3 separate regions of the Mus musculus genome follow, and regions 1 and 3 are each linked to region 2. Evidence: chromatin contacts called from public Hi-C and promoter capture Hi-C data. All regions are on one chromosome and are shown on one strand. The core of a region is the stretch at or near the end of the contact, and the rest is flanking DNA. Distances in the headings are between cores, read along the strand shown. Region 1 holds the start of Acp6 (acid phosphatase 6, lysophosphatidic). Region 2 holds the start of Phgdh (3-phosphoglycerate dehydrogenase). Region 3 holds the start of Gpr89 (G protein-coupled receptor 89).

Region 1 (4,887 bases), core at 826-3,325, 1.2 Mb after region 2:
AAAGGTGTAAGATTCCCATCACACACCAACTGGTTCACACACGTACACACACACTCCCTGGAAGGATTTAAACCTTTTTTTTTTTTTTTTTTTTCCAATTCAAAGAGGCAGGAGTAATGTAATGAATATCTTCCCAGTAATGAACTGAGTGGGGTTGGTTTTCTTCCCAGTCCCCTCAACAAAGAATGGGGATAATTTGTCAGTGAAGCCAGTCCTATACTGGAATCCACCAGTTCTATACTGGAATCCACCAGTTCTATACTGGAATCCACCAGTTCTATACTGGAATCCACCAGTACAGGCTGGTATTGATAGGTATTTGCACTGTCTATATACACTGGGTCTAGATCCAGACAAACTTTTATTCTCTGCTATTACTGCTAACTTTGTCTAAAACATAAATATATCTCTCTAACACTCTTTAATAAGAATAGAGAGAGAGGAGGGGTGCAAAGAGGTGGGCATGTGTAGACAAAATGATAAGACAACCTGAGAGATCTAATGTTAAAGGCGTAGAGTGGGTTGCAGTGCCAGACAGAAAGTAGTACAGCCATAGGAACAGGCTAACTGGAGACCTGGTAAACAAACACCTGCTAAAAGATATTTATTTATGTGAGAGCTGCCCTGGTTGCTTGGCTTTTTCATGTGTAACCCTCTTTAAAGACCAGATCTTGGGTTGAAACTATAACTCACAGCCCTTCAGGAAAACAGAAATGACCATTAAGAGTATTTGCAACTGAACAAATACAGACTCCATGGGTAAATTCAACCCGGGGTGTTAGGGACTTCTGGTGCCCTTTTCTTGTATACTGTTAGGGGTTATTTTTTAAACAAAAAGCTAATTATTTGTGCTTTAATCATAATTATCCTGACTTATAGCCACAAAATTAGTTAATTAACTTTCCCTCCTTCTTACCACAAATCCTTTCCAGATTTCTAAACCTGACCTTAAAGAACCCCAAGATACAGTCCTTGTCCGCAATAAGACTTCACAAGATCTCAAATGGTCTCTGGCAAGCCCACAAGAAAAATCTGTATTAAGATCTGGTTCCAAAGGTGCCAGCTTGCTCTGTACTGCGGAAGCACTAAAGGTATCTCCTGGTACAATGATCTCTGTTATTAACAACCAGGCACTTACAAGGTCCTTGAACTCAAGTTCAACCACAGAACTACGAAACGTGACCCAACTCCACATCCGCAGAATCAGAATCTGCATTTAAATAAGAACCCCCGCCTGGGACATTCTTATGCATCTTTGAAAAGTTTCACTACACCAAGCAACTGAAAGTTTGGGGGGCAGGGGCTGCCCTAGCCAGGAAGGCTTACACACCACACCGGTGGTTTGGGATGAGCATGGGATGATGACTCCAGGCCACAGCCTGAGGGCCAGTCTACTGTTGTTTCCCTCTGGTCTGGACCCAGCCCGAGCCCCGACGGGGGACGCTAAAGTGTGTCCCCAAGAACCCCTCTGTGGGCCGCCTCTCACCTGCTCCTCCAGCGGGAGAGGCTTGAGCGGACTCCGTGCCCCGTGTCGAAACACCACCTGCACCATTTTCAGCTCCAGTAGGTTGCGGTCCACCGGACGCTGGCCATTAGGAGCCCGCTGCTCGGCCAGGGCCACCCGCCGCTGGTGGAAGCAGTAAGCCAGCGAGGTCAGGACACCCACGGGGACCCACACGCGCATGATGGAGGCTGTGGAAGCTGAGGGCTCCGCAGGCAACGCGGCTCAGCAGCTACTCAGAAGTTCGCGGGAACTGGAGGGCAAGTGCATCCAAGCTCTCAGAACAAGCGACTCTAGCGGGGCGACCCAGCGACAGTCAGGCCGGAGGTGGAGAGAAAGGGGTGGGAGCAGAAAGATTGTCTAGTAGTTTAAGCCTAGCGTCTGCCGGCCGCCCCTACTGCATGCAGGCTCAGTCAGGGCAGTTACTTGGACCTGAAACTTGCACTTCAAACCGTGTGAAGGGGAGGCCGCAAAAGCAGAAGTTCCTCGGACACCCGGGATTCGGGTCCACATTTTATAACCAAGCTCCCCACGCAATCTCCTGACCTCCCACGGACCTGCTCCAATTAAGTCTGCGCACAGGAGCACGGGAAAGTGAGTCCTGAGACTTCGTCCGATCTGGAAACTCAGACCCGTAAAAACTACAACTTCCACAATGCTATGCGCGGCCGAGGTCCCCAGGGAGGGCAGTTCCGTCGGCCCCCCGCCATGCTTAAGGTCCCGCCCCCCCCCCCCACGCCTCCCACGTTCCACTCCCAGTCCCGCCAGTCTTCAATTTAAGGCTGCCAAGAAGCCCCGGGTAATTAAGGGATTTCGTCTGTTTTTTTTTTTTTTTCCCTTGAGGCTTTGCCTGGGGTGAGTAGGGAGGAAATGAGGGTAAGGGGAGGCAGTGTTAGGATTGGTGGGCAAGGGGAGTAGTTTGAATGTGGAAGAATTCCCTGAAGTCCCCAAAGCAAGATTACTAAAGTCAAGACCTGAAACATCTATCAGCTGAGTGCTTCCTATTTGTGAAATTCCCTTTCCCCATTTTGTTTAAGAAAATTGAGCTAGGGATGTAGTTCAGCGGTAGAGCACTCTCGGGGCATGCGCAAAGCATTAGAGCCAGCGGTTTTTTTGTTTTGTTTTTGTTTTTTGTTTTTTCTCGAGTGATTATTAAGTACTTTTTTTAGAAAATTGTGAGAGAAAAAACAGTATTTCCCTGACCGGGAATCGAACCCGGGCCGCGGCGGTGAGAGCGCCGAATCCTAACCACTAGACCACCAGGGAAGTTAGGAGACAGAGGCTTGAGAGGGAAGATAGTAGACCTGGATTGGAGCCACCAAAGAGTGTCAGGAGAGGCCTGGAGGAATGGCGGTAGTGTTGTCAACATCTGAAGGCATTCTCCTAATCTTTTAACTGCGGAACAGTATCGTGGGCTTCAACTTCGAAATGAATTTCAAAGCAAACCAGTAAAAAATAGACTTGAAGTCTGTTTGGAATGGAAAGAAAAGCAACAGGAAAAAAAAAAAAAAAAGAAAAAAAAAAAAGAACATAACACACCTTACATGGCTATGGGCTTCTCACAGAATAGTCTCAGTTTATTAGAAGCCATTTGTAACCGATTTTAGGCAAAAGAGCTATGACAGAGAGATGCTTAGTGAGAGAACAAGACACCTGTGGATGGGTCTGGGCTTCCCATAAGAGATTCACAGCAAAATGTCTTAGCAGTTACCAGATACATTCTTTTAGTGACTCTCAAGATACATCTTGGCCCTGCGTGGTGGTGCAGGCCTTTAATTTCAGCATTCAGGAAGCAGAGGCAGGCATATCTTTGTGAGTTCAAGGCTAACCTGCTCTACAGTTGAGTTCCAGGATATCCAAGGCTACACAGAGAAGCCATGTCTGGGGAAAAAGAGAGAGAGAGAGAGAGAGAGAGAGAAGCACACCCCACCCCACCTCCTTCACATCTGGAAGGGTTGCTACACTTCACCCTGACCCCTTCTGGTTTCTGGTGCAACTAGAGGACAACTTCAGGGAACCTCATCTAGATTAGAGTCTGCTAAGGTAAAACCAGGAGCCCCTGCGGTTTCTAGTGAGAGTCTCAGATTGTGGATTTACAGCCACAAGGGGAGAATGGCCTTCAGTAAAGGAATCCTTGCTTGATGACTAGTGAGAGTGGGGACCCCCTTGTCTTCTTGTGTCCCAATAGTTTTCCTTGCCCTATCCTAGCTCAGACCCACTCCTTCAACTAGGTCTTACCTCTTTAAGAGCCAGTCAAGGTCGTAGGTGAGAGAGAAACTTTGTGATAGAGTCACTGCCTCCCCACAAGAGACCCACTGTGGACACTGCTGCATTTGAGACTGAACCTTCAGTACATGAGTTTTTGGGTAAACACTTAAGATCCAAAATAAAACACAAGACAAACCGAGACCTTCAGGGGCCCTGGGAAATACGACATTGGAACCTGAGTAGTGCCTTGGAACTCCTCCAGCTGGGGAGGGTGGCCCTCAGACAGGTGAGGGAAAGCATAGTACAGTTTCAGTATAAACAGATCCTAGTATTGGAGCAGCTTCAGCCTCTTTGGCTTTCTTAGCACGCTGGAGAGCCTTCAAGGCAATGGAAGGTTGGTATCTGGCTGCCCTACTTCCTGCTGTGGTGGACAAAGCAAGGCTGGTGCACACCCTGCTCCTCTGGCATCGTTGGCAATCACCGGGTGAGCATCATGAGTACCTTTGACCCAAGAGAGCAATAGCAGTGCCATCAGGGAGTGGGGGAGGGGGAGCCACAGCTGGTGAGGCTGGCAAAGGAAAGCACTACCTGTTAGCACCCGGGAGTCCTGACAATATGTACAGTAGTGGTAGTAAGCTGAAAGAGAAAAAAAAAAGTAAGAAGTCTTTAATCCCAGCACTCGGGAGGCAGAGGCAGGCGGATTTCTGAGTTCGAGGCCAGCCTGGTCTACAAAGTGAGCTCCAGGACAGCCAGGGCTATACAGAGAAACCCTGTCTCGAAAAAAAAAAAGAAAAAAAGAGAAAAAAAAAAAAAAAAAGAAGTCTTGAAATCATCCCGAAGTGGTGGCGCACACCTTTAATCCCAGCATTTGATAGGCAGAGGCAGGCGGATTTCTGAGTTCCAGGCCAGTCTGGTCTACAGAGTGAGTTCCAGGACAGCCAGGGCTACACAGAGAAACCCTGTCTTGAAAAAAAAAAAAAAGAAGAAGAAGAAGAAGAAGAAGGAGGAGGAGGAGGAGGAGGAGGAGGAGGAGGAGGAGAAGAAGAAGAAGAAGAAGAAGGAGAAGAAGAAGAAGGAGAAGGAGAAGGAGAAGGAGAAGGAGAAGGAGAAGGAGAAGGAGAAGAAGAAGAAGAAGAAGAAGAAGAAGAAGAAGAAAAGAAGAAGAAGAAGAAGAAGAA
Region 2 (4,523 bases), core at 810-3,309:
TACTCCAGAAGAGGGCATCAGATTTCATTAAGGATGGTTGTGTGGTTGCTGGGATTTGAACTCAGGACCTTCGGAAGAGCAGTCGGCACTCTTAACCACTGAGCCATCTCACCAGCCCGACAATGTCTTTTTTAAAAAAAGAAGAAGAAAGCATGATACTAGAATGTGTCCAGTAGCACATTAGATCTTACGTAATTGAGTTCTCAATGAGGATAGGTAGGGTGTGTTCATGAACACTGATGCCATAGCCAATAAGAATGTACAGGAACCCAGAAAAGTCTACTCAGTGAAGAAGGGTGGGGTCACTGTAATCCCCTGTGTGGGGCTTCTCTCTTTGACCTGGGGCCAGGTTGTAAGGTCATAGGCACATCAATGAAGTCTCTCCTAACAGGCCAGAGATCTTCACCAGGGCTGCCAACCCCAGCTCAAGGGCTCACAGACAACAGGAAATCATCTCTTGTTTTATTGTTCTAGACAAAATCTCTGGTAGCCTAGGATAGCCTGGAATCAATTTTGATTCGGCTCTGATCTCCCTGGAAATCTACGTCCCAAGTGCTGAGATCACAGACGGGTGTCATCGTGCGGGATTGGCACGGGGATTTTTCTCCATTAAAGTTTCAATTCCAGGGTTCTCCACAGTGTCTCAAAGGATACCCGCCACCTGACATGTCAGCTGACTGGCTTAGAGTGAAGGGGTGCAGGGCACACTAATCCCCAAGATGTCTTTCTTATCTCATCCCCACATCGGACACTTCCCTACTGTCAGGCTCACGTTACGGAGAAGAAAGCAAAAGCCTGGAGAGATACTTTCAGAGTCCGTTTCTTCTTCTTCTTCTTCTTCTTCCTCTTCTTCTTCTTCTTTTTGTTTGTTTGTTTAAGAAGCTGGAAATCAACCCCCGCTGGATCATTGATATTCTACCCGAAAAATTATCTGCTTTACTTCTCACTGTGCAGGTTTGGGGCTCACCACTGGTCTCCAAATAGAAAATTAAGTCGGCTGCTCTCCTCCGGTCCCTATGAACCCTGTTACTGTTACTCTTATCCGGAGAGCCAAGGGCATCCGAGCTGGCCTGCTGTGGCTGCTGAAGTCTCTCTTTTCCCAAGGGGCTGGGCCAGAGAAGGGAAAGGAAGGAAAGTCTAGAGGAAAGGGCAGAACTACTTCCCCAGTTCTTCCAAGAAGGCCAGGGTTCCTGTTTTGTGGATGGAGGTAACAGCACAGGCAGAGGACTTGTCAGTACATAGTTCTGAAAGAGACTCTCTTACTTACATTTGATGTTAAGATTGTGAGGTATAATAGTAAGGGGTGTTATTTATATAATATAATCAAGGCTGAATTTACCTAACAGATTTAATCCCTTCTAAAAAAAAAAAAAGTAATCATCTAACTTCTAAAGACTAAAACCACTACCACCCTTGTACTTCTCTCCCCCTCCCTGACTCCCATCTGGGGCTGACCTGGAACTCCTGGGTTCAAGTGGTCCTCCAGCCTCATTCATGGCCCTTACTGTATCTAGATTTAATCTTAAAGTCTTTTGGGGGGTAAGGAATAAGAAGCCCTTGCCTTTCCCAGACTTGTCTCTCATCTCCCACTGGGATTGGTGGAAGGCAAGAACCAACTCTTATGTACACACACACACACACACACACACCTTGTTCCTTAATCTCCTAACGGTGTGTGTGTGTGTGTGTGTGTGTGTGTGTGTGTGTGTGTGTGTGCGTTGCTGAGAATCGAACCCGTGGCCTTACTCAGTCTAATTATGCTCAACTAGGAGTTATAAATACCCAGCCAATAAATGGTCTTTAAGAGGAAAGAAGTTACTATGAGATTTAATTCCCTCGTGGAGACAGCGTATTTCTGTTTATTTCCAATATAAATCAGCCTGCTGGCATAAATCGTGCGTGTTAAAGCTCACCCGGGGCAGGTAAGGGCTTCACTGCTGGAAGTGTAGTCTGTGTAGGATTTAAAAAAAAAAAAAAAAATGTGTGGGAGGCTCTGCCCGGGGAGGCGGAGTCAGCAGAGTTTAAGCATTTCTGACCAATCAAAAGGAGACTGTTGGCGCGAGGAGGGGGAGGATAAAGGGGGAGCGGGAGATCGAGAACCCTGCCCAGTCACCGGAGCCAGCCCTGCTTGCAGTTTCCTGAACTAAGTGCTTCTGCCCACCCACAGCAACTGATTCTAAGGCCTGACTCTAGCAATGGCCTTCGCAAATCTGCGCAAAGTACTCATCAGTGACAGCCTGGACCCCTGCTGCCGGAAGATCCTGCAAGATGGAGGGCTGCAGGTGGTGGAGAAGCAGAACTTGAGCAAGGAGGAGCTGATAGCTGAACTCCAGGTAAGGCGAGCCGGACACAAGCGTAATCACCGGGCATCTTTATGGCCAAACCCGCTGACCCCAGTGGTTCCAGGGCTGTCCTCCCCTATCTTATCAGTTGGTCCCGGGGCCTCCGGAGATTCGGGACCAGCAGTGGGAGGGAGGAAAAGCAGAGAGGAACGAATGGCCTGGAGGTGCAGAATGCAAACTTTTTGTGCTTTTTGCTACCGCGTGTTTCTTGCCGGCGCTGCAAAGTGCAGCTGCTCCATCTGGTCCTGCGGGATGCCAGAACCTCTCTCGAATGCCAGAACCTCTCTGGAGCTTTCGTGCCTGGCGACCCAGGCTGCGAGCTCCCGGCTCGGGGTGCTACACGCACACCATCCCTGCTCAGTGCAGACTCCTGGGGTGGGGGCAGGGGGCGCGGGGCGCTGGCTCTGCTCCTGCGGGTCCCGTGGCATTTGTGGCAGCGGACTCGCACCGCCTTTTGTCTGATGCAAGACCTTGGCGCTCTTTCCCCCGCCCCGGGGAGCGCTCGCAGGATTCCGGGCGGCCCGGGGGTGCAGCCGGAGCCCCGCGCCGCCCACGCGGCCGCCGCCGGGAGTCAACCTCCACCATTGGCTTCATTGCCGATCAGGCCCGACTTCACTACATCAGAATCCTGTTCCAAGCGCAGTTGGGACAGGTTACTTCTACGAAGTCTTCGGAGCAAACCTCTAATCGTTATAAAACTTAAAAGTCTTTCACTTATTTGAAAAGCTTGTGTAAATCGGGTGACTTTGTTCAGACGTAAGGAAGGGGTTTCTGCTTTGTGAGCACTTCAGTTCCTGCCCTTCCTGTAGATCTAATCCATCCAGGTATGCTGTCTCGTCCCAGCTGTACTGCCCCACCCCCAAAGTTCCACGTGCTCGCTTAGGGCCTGCAGCCAGGAGGAATGTACCAGTCTTCCTGCTCAGGCTGAGGCCTCAAACCGCAGAGACCAAGCGGGGTTGTTCTTGCAACCCTGGAAACTCTCTGAGCTCGCTTGTCTATTTCTCCCAAGACCCTTCCCCGCCCCCAATCCCTTTTCCTCTACCGAGCTAATAGCCACGTGCCCAGCAGCCCTTATTCGCAGACTTTTTCTAGGCCTGGTCTTTAAGAAGCTTGAAAGAGCTAGGTGGAGATGGCACATACCTTTAATTCCAGCACTCAGGAGGCAGAGGCAGGTGGATCTCCGTGAGTTCGAGGACAGCCAGGACTACACAGAGTAGTCTTTTCTCTGTCTCAGAAAGAACAAGAAAAGTGAAAATGAGCTGGCTGGCTCATGCCTAGTATGAAGGAGGCTGAGTTTGATTATCTCCGAGTTCAAGACCAGCCCGAGCTACAGAATGAGACCCTATCTATAAAGCATGACAAGAAAAGGAAAGGGGGGGGGGAGTTGTAGGTTTCTTGGGGAATAAGGCCCAACTCTGAGACAGCTAGTCAGGTGACAGTTCTGAGACAACAAACAGTGGAGCCTGTGGGAATGGAAAGTCCAGGGAAGGGATTGTTGTTATGGTCTTTATGGGTGGCTCAGGCTGTGACTCTTAGAGTGGATAGTACCCATGGAGCCATGCGTCCTTCACATGTCCTGTGACAGTGACCTTGATTCTAAAATCTAAGCAGTGGGCTGAGCAGGAAGGCTGTAGAGTGGCTTTCAGGCCACCAGTGGCAGCAGGCTTTGCTGCTTTCTAGGGGCAGTGAGAAATGTTATATCCAATAGAGGGGCGGGAGGAGGGGGTGTGAGGAGGGTGAGGAGCAGGCCAGGCCTGAAGGGTAGGGGTGGGAGTCCAGTGCTAGAAATGCAGGGTGCTTTCAAGCAGCAGAGACACTTGGCAGGAAAGAAGAGGAGGGTGGGTGCCGCTGACTTGGCTGGCTGGTCTCAGCCTTTAGTGTGCCTTGGCAAAATACCCAGTTCAGAATGCCAATTCTAATCTTGGATTACCTGTAGAAGGACCCACATTTCCATCGTCTCTCCTCATTTTATCTCCTTCTGAGAGTAGCCTGGCAAAGTGTCTCCTGCCAGGCCCCATTTTAATCTTTGCAGTAAGAGGCAAGGGTTCCCCCTTGCTGGAACTGGCCTCTGCTGCTTCATATTCTGGTCATGCTGTTCGCCCTAAGCCCAGGGAGATGTTACCATTCACTCTCTTCCGTAGTGATAGACCGCCAATCACCAAGACGGAGCACACTGGGGCA
Region 3 (4,308 bases), core at 1,794-4,293, 1.4 Mb after region 2:
ACAAAATCTAAGGACTCTGATCCTCCACAGCTACAGCTTTTCAAGAGCACAAACACTTCAAACTTACTTTCCTTTTTTCTTTCTTTCCTTTTCTTTTCCTTTCTATTCTTTTCTTTTCTTTAAATGGTCCTCGAATAGCCTGGGAACTCAGTTTACCAAGCACTCCAGGTTACTGAAGACCAAGAGAGAATTTAATTGAAAGAGGAGAGTCAGCAGAAGAAACTGCTGCTCTCCCCAAGTCCCCTCAAAAGCGGCATTAGATTTTCCGGGAATCAACTGTCAGGATAAATGGCTGGCTTCTCCCCGACAGTTCACCAGCCTCAACCCAACTGTCAGAGAAGCTAGCTGAAGGAGCTTAGTGTGTGTCCAGGATTTTGGAACACATACATTAAAAGTCCCTTGCTTAGAGAAAGTTGAAAGTTTGGATAAATATTACTTGTGGTTCATCTTCTTTACTATACAGAGTTGGAGAGGTCCTGCCTTGCTGAGGCACACCTGTAATCTCAGTGCTGAGATGTGAGACAGGAAGATTCCCCCAGGCTCACTAGCCTGCCAGTCTAGTCTAATTGGTAAGCTCCAGGCCAATGAGAAACATTTTCTATACACATACAAGTGCACATACATGTGCATATATGCACAGACATGCATTAACAATAAAAAGAAATTCTTTTATCATGTAAGTGTATGATATACTGTCTGATAGAAAAACCATTAAAAAATCAACTATGTACATCTAGAAACTAGGCAGATGACTGGGCAATAAACTACTTGCCATGACAGCATGCAAAATAGGGTTCAGGTCCCCTGAATTCTGGTAAGAATGCCAAGCAGGGCCGCACATAACTGTAATCCCAATGCTAAAGAAATGGAGACAGAAGGATCTCTGGGACTTGCTGGGCAGCGAGTCTATCCAAATCAGCAAACTCCAGGTTCACTAGAAGATGCTGTCAAAGCATAAGACAAAGGACATTGAAGGAAGGTGCAGGAAGGCACTCAGTGTTCACCTGTGGTCTCTACATGAACATGTGAGCACACATACATATGTGGATACATATCAGGATACCCAATACCGAGTATCTCAGACTTCAAAATACACCAGTATTGCACTCCTGTCTGACTGTCTAGCCAAAGTCGTGATGTTAAATCCCACGCCACGATAAGGTAGGTACTTATCTAAAATGAGTGAATGCCAAGCCGACATCCACCTTCCTAGAAAGGTGGTTAGTCTTAGAGCAAGAAGCACTTTCTGTTCCACGCAGGCACAGAGGATAGGTGACCAGAGGTTCAGAACAATCCCTAGTGTTGCTTTCACGTATCAATCCCAACTTACATATTCAATTTTAAATTTCATCTCTGTGTGTGCTTACTTAAGTTCACAAATCCTATAGATCAAATTAGTTAGGCATAATAATTATACAAGTACAATTTCCCAGTGTCCTCCACTATCCCACAGCTTTGAATGACAGTTGAGTGCCACATTGTAGGCAGCTATCTGCTTCCCTGAGAGATGGGACCAGGAACACAGAGTTCTGTGATTTAAGAGACTCTCATGGTAAGGCAGCCTCCACAGCTCCCTGGCACTCTGGTACAGGTATTTGGTATTTGATATGTAGTTTGTGCTGTGTGCTATCTGGTTTTATGTCAATTTGACACAACCTAAAGTTATCTAAGAAGAAGGAAACTCAATTGAGAAAAATGCCTCCATAAGATTGGACTGGAAGCAAAATTGTAGAGCATTTTCTTAATTAGTGATTGGTGATAGAAGGCCCAGTCTATTGTGGGTGTTGCCATGTCTGAGTTATACACATATGAAGCAGGCTGAGCAAGCCACAAGTAAGCCAGTAAGCAACACACACACACACACACACACACACACACACACACACACACCCATTGCCTCTGCATCAGCTCCTGCCTCAGGATCCCTGCCCTGTTTGAGTTCCTGTCATGACTTCCCTCAAAAGGGAACTACAGTGTGAAAGTGTAGGCTGAAATAAACCCTTTTCTCCCCAACTTGTTTTCGGTCATGGTGTTTCAACACAGCAATAGTAGCCCTAACTAGGACAGGCTGCTTGGTAAGACAGGCTTCAGATCAAAGGAACAGGGGTCTTTCTTTATGTGTGGCAACCTGGGGGAATGTTCTTGTTTATTTATATTATAATCTGAGCACTCACTTTCTAGATACCAGCATCCCCTGCAACATACACTTGCACCCTTACAAGCCTTGACTGTAACTAGTCTTTACAATAAGACTAGCTAGGGTTCTAGTGGGAAAAGTCTAAGTCCCATTGTAGTATATTAAGCCTTCATAAATGGAGTATCTAATGGAAGGAATTATAATTCACTTTGTAGTTGAGCCACAGCCACTCAGACTGTGTTGGGAAGGGGGAAACTACTTTCTAACATAGCCCACCTTTAAGACTCCTACGTAATTATTATTTTGAATTAAAATCTGTCTTCATGTAATTTCTCGTCCTTTGGCCTAATACTCCACACCCTAAAGCGCCAACTATAATGGCGGTCTCATTAGAGTCCAATGAGTGCACACTCTTATAAGCCGTGTGCTTTTGACGTTATCATATCAGAAATTTACTTAGCTATGTTTGAGAAGACTCTTACGTTCCTGTCCACCATCCTTTCGCTTATAGATGTCACACTGCTTTTTAAACCAAGTAAAATCTGTAACATCTGCAACACACTACTTGACTTAAAGCCTCACTCGCTATGTTAACTTATTTTTACTTTCTGCCGTGTTGGGAATGTCACTGAGGACCTCGCACAACTCTCACCCCAGTGTTTCTAGCTATGAAAAATATAAAAATAATTTCATTATATTTAATGGCAGTGCCACTTAAAGCAAATGTTACCTCTCCTCACCTCCTTGTGCCTACTAAGAAGAAACACATCTGCTTTGAGTCTACCCAGCGGCTTCCAGCCCTGCCCACCCTCACCTTCCAGGCAAACGGAGAATGCGGCCGCTGATTGGCTGGCTAGGGCGCATCTTGATGACGTAAGCACGCGCCAGGCCAGGCCGCCTACCACAGCAGGTGGACAGGTCTTAAGCCGCGGCTTCTCTGAGGGGTAGACAGCTGGGCATGGGCCTCCCGAGGCTTCGCCATGAGCTTCCTGATCGACTCCAGCATCATGATCACCTCCCAGGTGAGCCTTGGGAGAACCTGGATTTGCTCAGCCCGCTCCCTTGCCCGGGTGGCGAAGGCTGACGTGTGGTGCTGTCACTCACCTAGCGTGCGTCCCCAGACTCTGGGGAGGGCCTGGCTGGCCCCAGCGCTGAGCCGGTGCCATGCGGGGGTCAGTACCCACGGCGCCCCGAGGCTTCCGGGCAGCTCCGCGGACCACGGAGCCTGGAGAAGCTTGGCTCCCGGCGGGAGGCCCACGGCAGCGTGCCTACCAGGGCTGAGGACCGGGACGGGTATGGGCTTTGCAGGATCCGGGTGCTGACACGTTTGCCTCCGCGAGGTCCAAGTCTGAGCTTTCCTTTGTGCAGTGACACCTCATCTTTCGTTCTCTGGTTGCTGTTCACTCTTTGCGGGTCGCGGTCGACCCACGTTTTCTTCTCACTTGGCCACCTCTATCTACCGTTAAACAAAACCGAAGAAGTATAAACCACTGGCAAGTTCTGCTCGCTTCGTCTAGTGAGCCTCTTGCTTTTCCCATCAGTCGTGTCTCTCCAGGGTTTCCTCCCACCCCACCCCAAGTGTTTATGATAGCCCTGATATCATGTATGTATTTATGTGCATAGCCATGTACCCACTTTCAAATGCAAGCACTCACTAAGCAACTGCAGACGCTTCTTTGCTTGCATTATCGCTCTCACCCCGCATCTTTCCAGTAAAAGATTTTTTTTTCTCTTCATCGCATCCAAATGGCAAGGGAAAGAAACAGTTCCCCTGAGGGACGTAAGTGAGGTACATCCTTGAATTTAGGGTTTGTGCAGCTGCATCCCAATGCTTCCCTCAGCAGAGCATTGCCCTCACCTCTTGAAAACGTCGGTAACAACACTTAAGAAAATGTAAAACAAGAAAAAGCCAACCCATTTCACCACTCTAATACAGTAACCATTTTTCCCTTTTCAAAATTAATACCTTTCAAGTACATTTGACTGCTTTTGTTGCTAGCATAGTGTTCAAATCTGTAAATACACAAAACTCTGGACACTCTGCCTTCTGCTTCAAATCTCTCTGCGCCTCCCCTGTTGTCCTTGATAATGACACAGAGTGGCTTTCAGCCTTACTACCAATTCAAGAAAAAAAAAAACATTTAAGTTTTAAGAGTTTTTCCCCCCACAGG

The links. Promoter capture Hi-C pulls out the DNA fragments that hold promoters and counts their contacts. A called contact is a pair of places that touch in the nucleus more often than the background predicts.
Region 1: a Hi-C map of B cells shows a contact between it and region 2, with 6 read pairs. The contact joins the promoter of Acp6 here to the promoter of Phgdh in region 2. A contact is called at or near these places in 1 of 39 promoter capture datasets (pre-B cells) and 1 of 484 Hi-C or Micro-C datasets (B cells).
Region 3: a promoter capture Hi-C map of pre-B cells shows a contact between it and region 2, with 2.3 times the contacts expected there. The contact joins the promoter of Gpr89 here to the promoter of Phgdh in region 2. A contact is called at or near these places in 1 of 39 promoter capture datasets (pre-B cells) and 1 of 484 Hi-C or Micro-C datasets (B cells).

What each region holds. Positions count from the first base shown.
Region 1 is chr3:97,155,965-97,160,851 of GRCm38.p6, reverse strand. Acp6 (acid phosphatase 6, lysophosphatidic) reads right to left here and starts at 2,075. Exons shown (of 10, transcript NM_019800.4): 1 at 1,487-2,075. The coding sequence starts at 1,684. n-TEctc12 (a tRNA gene) reads right to left here and starts at 2,767; the gene lies at 2,696-2,767.
Region 2 is chr3:98,337,505-98,342,027 of GRCm38.p6, reverse strand. It overlaps Phgdh (3-phosphoglycerate dehydrogenase), which reads left to right and starts at 2,059. Exons shown (of 12, transcript NM_016966.3): 1 at 2,059-2,333. The coding sequence starts at 2,196.
Region 3 is chr3:96,904,033-96,908,340 of GRCm38.p6, reverse strand. Gpr89 (G protein-coupled receptor 89) reads left to right here and starts at 3,043. Exons shown (of 14, transcript NM_026229.4): 1 at 3,043-3,159. The coding sequence starts at 3,118.